Linked DNA regions of Ovis aries: region 2 is linked to region 1. The links are chromatin contacts, called in public Hi-C maps. All regions are on one chromosome and are shown on one strand. Each heading gives the region's core, a stretch centred on a gene start, on an enhancer-like site or on the middle of the called end of the contact. The rest is flanking DNA. Distances are from core to core; before and after follow the strand shown. Region 1 overlaps RALYL (RALY RNA binding protein like). Region 2 holds the start of RALYL (RALY RNA binding protein like).

Evidence for each region. Hi-C and Micro-C count contacts between places; a contact is called where the count stands out from the background.
Region 2: a Hi-C map of hypothalamus shows a contact between it and region 1, with 5 times the contacts expected there. The contact joins the promoter of RALYL here to the enhancer-like site in region 1. A contact is called at or near these places in 2 of 16 Hi-C or Micro-C datasets (hypothalamus and skin fibroblasts).

Annotation. Positions count from the first base shown.
Region 1 is chr9:90,981,555-90,985,774 of ARS-UI_Ramb_v3.0, forward strand. All of the region lies in intron 3 of RALYL (RALY RNA binding protein like), which reads right to left. Among named protein-coding and RNA genes, the nearest start is that of TRNAS-GGA, 460 kb to the right of the region's middle. Within about 2 kb of position 2,612, at least 11 of the 54 cell types and tissues checked have an H3K27ac peak or open chromatin away from gene starts, as enhancers often do. A contact at or near this core is called in hypothalamus, where this site is marked.
Region 2 is chr9:91,452,535-91,456,514 of ARS-UI_Ramb_v3.0, forward strand. It overlaps RALYL (RALY RNA binding protein like), which reads right to left and starts at 1,690. Exons shown (of 10, transcript XM_060393531.1): 1 at 1,619-1,690; 2 at 705-800.

The sequences.
Region 1 (4,220 bases), core at 1,362-3,861:
GTTCTAAAAGAGATGGGAATACCAGACCACCTGACCTGCCTCTTGAGAAACCTATATGCAGGTCAGGAAAAAACAGTTAGAACTGGACATGGAACAACAGACTGGTTCCAAATAGGTAAAGGAGTACGTCAAGGCTGTATATTGTCACCCTGCTTATTTAACTTATATGCAGAGTACATCATGAGAAATGCTGGGCTGGATGAAGCACAAGCTGGAATCAAGATTGCCAGGAGAAATATCAATAACCTCAGATATGCAAATGACACCACCCTTAAGGCAGAAAGTGAAGAGAAACTAAAAAGCCTCTTGATGAAAGTGAAAGAGGAGAGTGAAACAGTTGGCTTAAAGCTCAACATTCAGAAAACAAAGATTATGGCATCTGGTCCCATCACTTCCTGGCAAATAGATGGGGAAATAGTGGAAACAGTGGCAGACTTTACTTCTTTGGGCTCCAAAATCACTGCTAATGGTAACTGCAGCCATGAAATTAAAAGATGCTTATTCCTTGGAAGAAAAGTTATGACCAACCTAGATAGTATATTCAAAAGCAGAGACATTACTTTGCCAACAAAGGTCCATCTAGTCAAGGCTATGGTTTTTCCAGTGGTCATGTATGGATGTGAGAGTTGGACTGTGAAGAAGGCTGAGCACCAAAGAATTGATGCTTTTGAACTGTGGTGTTGGAGAAGACTCTTGAGAGTCCCTTGGACTGCAAGGAGATCCAACCAGTCCATCATAAAGGAGATCAGTCCTGGGTATTCATTAGAAGGACTGATGCTAAAGCTGAAAGTCCAATACTTTGGCCACCTCATGTGAAGAGTTGACTCATTGGAAAAGACTCTGATGCTGGGAGGGATTGGGGGCAGGAGGAGAAGGGGACCCCAGAGGATGAAATGGCTGGATGGCATCTCCAACTTGATGGACATGAGTAAACTCCGGGAGTTGGTGATGGACAGGGAGGCCTGGCATGCTGCGATTCATGGGGTCCCAAGGAATCGGATACGACTTTACGACTGAACTGAACTGAGACAAAGTTTCAATATCTTTCTCATTGCTTATTCTCCATCATAGGCCTTATGCCAATTTATAGAGTGTTCCAGCCTCTACCTTTTTGAGACATTTAATAATTCCCGATCCTCATGCTTAGGATATCATTACTTTCAACACTTCATGTGGCTGAGTCCTTCTTATCCTAAGTCTTAACTTCAAGGCTGTCTTTTCAGTGTGACCTTTTCAGATCATTCATTATAAATTATTGTCCCCATCATTGTTTTCAATGATATAATTCTATTTTATTTTACTCATCACAAGTTGATCTCCTGTCACTGACTTTTAAAACTGTCTGCTTCCCTGACTCAACTGTGAGCACAGTGAAGGTCAGGAGAAGTCTTCAACTCCAGCCGTTAGCCTGGTTCTCACACACATCACGTGCTCAATAACTGCTTCTTTAGCGGATAAACGGAGGTGAGTACAGGGGCAGGACAGCTAGGGAACAGGTCACATAACCAAGCAAAGGGCAGGAAGTGCCACGCTGAAAGCATGCACTAAATCCTAAAAGCTCTGGAAACTCCTGGAAGGATCTTAGTGAACACATGGAACCAATGCGTGTTTTAGTATAGAAAATTCCTTGGGAGTAAACGCCAGGGAACTGATTGAAGTCAGGACAGGCTTAATCCAGGGAGATCTATCAGGGGCCTGCTGCAGGAATTCAGGTGATGAACGCTGCAAGCGTGTAGGCTGAGTGAGCAGCTCTAAGGGTGGCCTGACTAGATTCATGGGTTATCACAAACGGACCGAGGCTGGTGCATGACTAGAAATGAAAAGAGAATGCAGAGAAATCTAAAAGGACTTCTAGGCTCCTGACGTGGACAACCGAGACGATAACAGAACAGAATTTGTGCGTGAAGATGAGAAGTAGGTATTGAGTGGTTTGAGCTTAGAGTGCTTTTGGATGTGTTTTGGTCTGGAGTGCAGGTGAAAGGTCTAGGATCTGGACTGGAGAGTCTGATGCATTTGATGTCAGGAGCAGGGTGCTTTAACGGCGAGGGCGCACGGCTACTCGGCAGACAGTCGGGGGTGGATGAACTCACGGAGAGCGTCTGTGGCGAGGATATTAGGGGGAACGCGGGCGGGAGTGACACCAGCTTCGGCTGATCAAACATCCATTCTTTTTGTCCCCCCTCCCCCGCCCCGCCGGCCTGCCCTAACAGCAGTAACATCCGTCCGCACAGTGCCTGGGCTGGCGGTGAGATACAGCAACAAGTGCCCAGGGGCCCAGGATGAGTCTCCCAGCCCAGGTGCCAGCTCGGGCGCTGAGCACACAAACCCCGCTGCTGGCGGCCCCTGCCGGCCCCTCCGGGCGGCATCTGGAGGCTCAGCCTGTCCGCCCAGCGCCCCGGCGAGAGCGCCTCGCGGAAGTGCCCGTTCCCGAGGAGCCCCAGCGCCCCACGGGGCCCCCAAAGGCAGCTTAGATGCCCCGGGGAGGGTGAGGGGAGCAGCTCGGCTGTGCCCGCGGCGCGCTGCCCTCGCCGCGCACCGCCCAGGCGGCCGGCTGGGGACCCGGCTCAGCGCTCGGCCCGCCCCGCGGCCGCCGGCGGCGCTGCCCCAGCGGCTGTCCCCGCCCGCCTCCTCCCGGGGGAGGTCCGCAGCCGCGGGCGGGCCCGAAGGCCGGGGAGGGGCTGGCAGAGCCTCCGCGGGCCTGCGGGGCGGGGACGCCGCCGACCGAGCCGCAGGCGCCACCAGCAGCCCCACCTGGGTGCCCCTGGGGGCACCGGGACCGCAGAGCCCCACCGCCGGCCGGGCGCCCCCGGGCACGTCTCACTGGTGCCCGCCCGCAGCCAGGCGCCAGCTCCCCGGACACTCCCCCAGTGGGGCAGGAGAGAGCCTTGGCACACGGCGAGTGAGCACACACTGGCGCGGGAGTGCCGCCTTTCAGAGAAACGGAAGGATGGCTGCTCTCCCCCAGCCCGGAGCACGTCAGGATGCAGAAAAGACACCGCAGCTTAGGAACTCCGCCACGGGAAGGAGCAAGGCCACCGAGGGAGCGCCGCCGCAGGAGGTCAGGGAAAGCCGCAGGCAGCTCAGCGGGCTGCGAGAAGGCATGCCTCTCCACGGGCAGGAAGGACCTCCTAAGAAAGACGGCAGTGCAAAACTTCAAAGACCGTAACAAAATCAAGAAACTATGACATCCGCAAAAAAAAAAAAAAAAAAAAAAAAAGTCACAATAATTTTTTGGTAACCTATCCCAAACACACGGAGTCTTAGATCCCCCTGACAAAGAATTCAAGATAATCGTTTTTTAAGGAAACCCACTGAGCAACAAGACAACACTGAAAAGCAACTTAATGAGACTAGAAAAGTGATACCTGAACAAAATGAGAATGCTAGCAGAGATCGAAATTATAAGAAAATGATAAAGACACTCTGGAGCAGAAGAATACAATGAATGAAGTAAAAATAAAGTAGAGAGCATCAGCGTATGAAAAGAACAGAACAAAACTTGTGGATTAGAAGACACGCCCTTTTAAATTACACAGAGGAGAAAAAAGAAAAGAATTAAAAAGAGTGAAGAAAGTCTATGCCGTCTAGGGGATGCCTTCAAAAGAACCAATCTGCAAATTACTGGAGTTCCCAGAAGGAGAAGAGTGGGGGAAGGAGGCAGAAAGCTTATTTAAAGAAATAATGGCTCAATACTTCCCAAACATATGGGAAAATTTGGAAATCCCTATAGCATATGGTGTTCAGAACATTGGATAATCACATAATACAGAAGAATGAAATTGGGCTCCTTTTTTACACTACTCACGAAAGTAACTCGAAATGTATTAAAGTCTTAAACATTAGACTTGAAACCATAAACCCCTTTGAAGAAGATATAGGGAGAAAGCTCCTTAACAATAGTCTCAGGAACAAGTTTTTGGGTACGACACCCAAAACACAAGAACAAAAGCAAACGTTCTTAAGTGGAACCATGTCACACTAACACGCTTTTGCACAATAAAAAAATCAACAAAATGAAAAAGCAACCCGCAGAATGGGAGACTATATGTGAAAATCATATATCTGATAAAGGGTTAATACACAGACTATATAAGGAACACTGGAACTCAATAGCAAAAATAGAACCAACCCAATCAATATTAGAGGAGCTAGACTTTTGTTTCTCCAAAGAAGACACAGAAAAGGCCAACAAGTATATGAAAAAATGCTCATCTTTAATC
Region 2 (3,980 bases), core at 440-2,939, 470 kb after region 1:
GCCTCATTCATGCAAACTGGCGCTTTCATCCACAACACGAAACCCAACTGCCCATCACGGGAAGCAGCGATCTCCTCCACCTTGGAAGACGCCAGGCACTTAAACCCAGAGCAACAAACACCACGGGGAAAGAAGAGCGCCAAAGACACCGCCGCGGAGGAAAGCAAACCGGCAGAAAGGCAGGGGGAAACCGAGCGCGTTGTTGACTCAGGGCAGAGGAGCAGCGGGCGCCGCGCCATCGGGAGCCGCCCCCGGGATCTGGGGAGGTCGGGGCGCGGGCCCTCGGCCAGAAGCCGGCGCCTCCGGAGGACGCGGCCCGGCCGCTGCTGCCCGCGGTCTCCCGGGCGCCCCCGGCCCGGCCCGCGCCCGCGCCCCGCGCCCCTCCGGCTCCGCAAGTGGCCCTCAGAGAACTTACCCGGCCGCGCGGCGCCGCCCGGGGCGCAGACGCCTCCCGCCGACCGAGGGGCGGCGTTTCACGCTCATTCAGAAGCAGCCCAGGCCGGGCACGGACCCGGGCTTCCCCCGGCTCCCGGCGCGGCTTCCCCGCCGCGGGCTCGGACGCTGCCCGGGGCCGCGAGCGCGCACACACGAGCGCACGCACACACACACACACACACACACGCACACACACACACACACGTTCCTTTGCCAGGACCAGAGTTGCCATTGCAAACCCGGGAAACGCCTCCGAAGGGACCAAGTACCTGCTCTGTGCGAGCTGCTCAGCTGTTCACTTCATCTTCCGTTGACAAGGAAACCAAACCGCACTTCATTTTTTTTTTTTCCAGAAAAACCTTCCACTGCCATCATTTGAAAATAGATTTACAGGGAGGAAAGAGGGAGGAAGAAGGGATAATATAGATATAGATATCAGGATATCTTTCATAAAATGATCTTGGGTTTTTGTTTTTTTTTAAAAAAAAGGAAGATGTGCAAAAGTCACACTTAATTTAAAGGAGAAAAAAAAAAGTATTTGCTTAAAAATAATCCCAGGAACAAGCTGCAAGAAAAGTTTCATGTTATCAATGGGTATCAAAAACAAGTAGGGGAAAAAAAAACAAAAACAAAAACGAATTTGTTCTCCCCGGCTTCCAAAAAAGAGCACACACACACACGCAAAAAATATTAAGAAAATTCATGTCTTTGCTCAGTGGTTTGTATTCGTATAGCAAAACCACAAACTTGTGAACACTGCCGCAAGATCCCACCTATACAAAAATCTTATCAGAAAAAGAGTATGCAAAAAAAAAAAAAGAGAAACATGATTTTTTATTTTTACAAAGGGGGGAAAAATAGGCACCATACTTCACATCTCTTTTTCCTTCGAACCAGTTGCACATTTTGCTGGACTTGGGAGTCGCTCCTCGCGGGCACGGTCGCCGCGGACTCCCAGACGCAGCGCCTCGTCTACAGAACCGTCGCATGCTAGAAAAACTTGGATTCAGGAAAAGGCTCAAAACCATGCTCCTCCAGCTTTCCCAAATGCAAACAATAATCAAAGAAGTGGAGAAAAAAAAAAAGAAGAAAAAAAAAAAACAAAAAAACAAAAACAAAGGGGGGACAAAAATAAAAATAAAAAAGAAGAAGAGGACAAGAATGCCACTGAGAAGGTACTCACCGAGCGGGAGTAAAATGTTGGAATAAAAATGAGATTTAGGATAAAATACAGTATGGCGGTGGAAGAAGGACTGAAGCGCGTGTTTCTCTGTCTCTGCCTCGGGCACTGACACGTGACTCGGAGCCGGGCTGACTCGCAGGCACGGCCGGGGGGGACCCGGGCTGCCAAGTGGGGGGGCCCGCCGAGCCCCACTCCGGCGGCGGCGGCGGTGGCGGCTGGGAGCGCGGAGCCCGGCGCCCGCGAGCGGCAGCTCCCGGCGAGGCGGCTCCGCTGTGAGCCCGGACGAGCAGGTGCCGCTCACGCGGGCGCTGGGCACACGCACACGCACACGCAGGGCGGGCGAGAGGGGGCGCCGCGCGGGGCCGGAGGCGGCTAGCGAGGCCCGGGCACCGCCGCCCACGGGGGGGAGCGCGCGCCCTGGAGCAGCTGGGGGTCGCCGATCGCACGCCTCGGAGGAAGCCACAACTTGCCGCCCACCTCCAACTTGTTGTCGCTCGCCACTTCCCCCTGTTCGCCTCTTGTTTTCCACGCCACGGTGGTCACCTGCGGACAGATGCCAACCCTCTCTCTCCAGAAGTTTCACTGTGAACGCGCGATCGAACGCACCCACTGCGCGTCCCCCCGCACCCCGCGACTTCTCGCCCGATCCCTCCCCAGCGGCCCTCGCCTCTGCGGTTCCCCACCCGCCCCCCGGATCTGCGCGCCCCCCTCGCGGATCTCGGGGAGCCTGGCTCGGCGCGCTACCGGGGGGCGTTGTCAGGGGCCTTGACTGCCAGCAGCGCGCAGGGCATCTCTCCGACCCGGCAAGCCGACAGTTGGAAAGAGAAAACGAAATCTCCGCGATAGGCAGCCGGGCCCCGGGTTTCTTCCCGCGGGCGGGGGTCCTGATCGTCTGTTAGCTCGGGCACCGGGCATGGTCGGCCTCGTAGCGCGCGCGCGCGCCTCCCGGCGCCCGGGGGAGGTCCTGCCCGGAGGCAGAGGTCCTGCCAGGAGGCAGAGGCCCCGGCCCGACTCCTGCCCAAGTTGCGGGCCGGAGCTGGAAGTCCCAGGGGCGGCGCGGGGGAGAGCGGAGAGCCCGGGTCACGGGTCCCCGGGAAGGGGGGGGGAGTGTCTCGGCGGAGAGAGGACCTGGAGGTGGCGGCGCACCCCGCCGGAGCCCAGGTGGCCGAGCCGTGGATCGTGAAGGTGAGGGCGACGCGGGGATTTCTCCACCTGCTCCTGGCTTTAGGAAGCCTGTCGCCTGAACAAAGATCCCATCGGCCAATCGCTGGATGCACTGAGCATCTGCTTTTGCTGCCTGTTCAAGAATCAGTTTTCTGGGCACGGGAAGATATCTTTTTTTTTTTTTTCCTTCATATTTGTGCACTAGTAATATCAGGACCGTTCCCCCGTGTTGCTTTGGATCTGGGTTGTGTGGCGTTAATCGGCACCACTCTGTTTGAGAAGGAGCAATTAACACACTTCTGCAGTTTACAGACTGCTGCCCCTGATCTGTATCTCGGTGCTTCCAGTGTTGACGGTTCAGATAAAACGCCTCCATCGGAGATAATCTAACCTGGACAGTTCTGAAAATTAAGTACACATCTAGGACAGAGAGCTTCAGCAGCAAAAAATATTCCTCAAGCATTCTGGTTCAGAATTCATGGGCCAAATGAAGTGTGAATCCACAATTTCAAAAAAAGAAACAAAATAACCATTAAGATATCATTAAATATTTATTTTGATGAGTTGCCAACTCCACCCCGACTTATTATCCCTACTTTAAAGTGAGAGTTGCTGATTAGAAATACTGACTGAGAAGGATGAATCCTTCAAAATGGACCTGGTAGTTTTGGAAGCCCTGTTAAGTTATATTCAGAAATGGCAGGATTTTAAGCTGGATCGTATAGAACAAACACTGTGCTTTTCATGTGCAAAATACACTGGGCTTCTTTAAAAAAAAAAAAAAAAAAAAGATCTCTCCAAATGTGGGCTTTTTCTTCTCTGAGTCATGAATTAGTTCTTTTCTGCCATTAAGCCCTTAGGTTGCTAAATTTTCCAAAATTTTCCTCCCATTTCAAAAAATACCTGATTCTAATAATTTACTAAGAAAATATTCTTTTAATACACGTTTTTCAGTGTTCAGATGTGAGAAACTCCACTTTAAAAATGAGTTTTGAACCCTTAAACTAGGTTAGGCAGTGTCTAGGTTTTAAAAAGTTATTCAAGAAGAACTTTGAAAAACAAGCTGTTTAGAATTACACTGCAGTAATGGCCGTCAGCCAATCACAGTGATTGTCAGACTTTTATTATTCAATAAAATGACTCCCCTTTATGTTAAATGCAGTTCTGCTGAAGAAAAAGCAAGACATCAATATCCTCT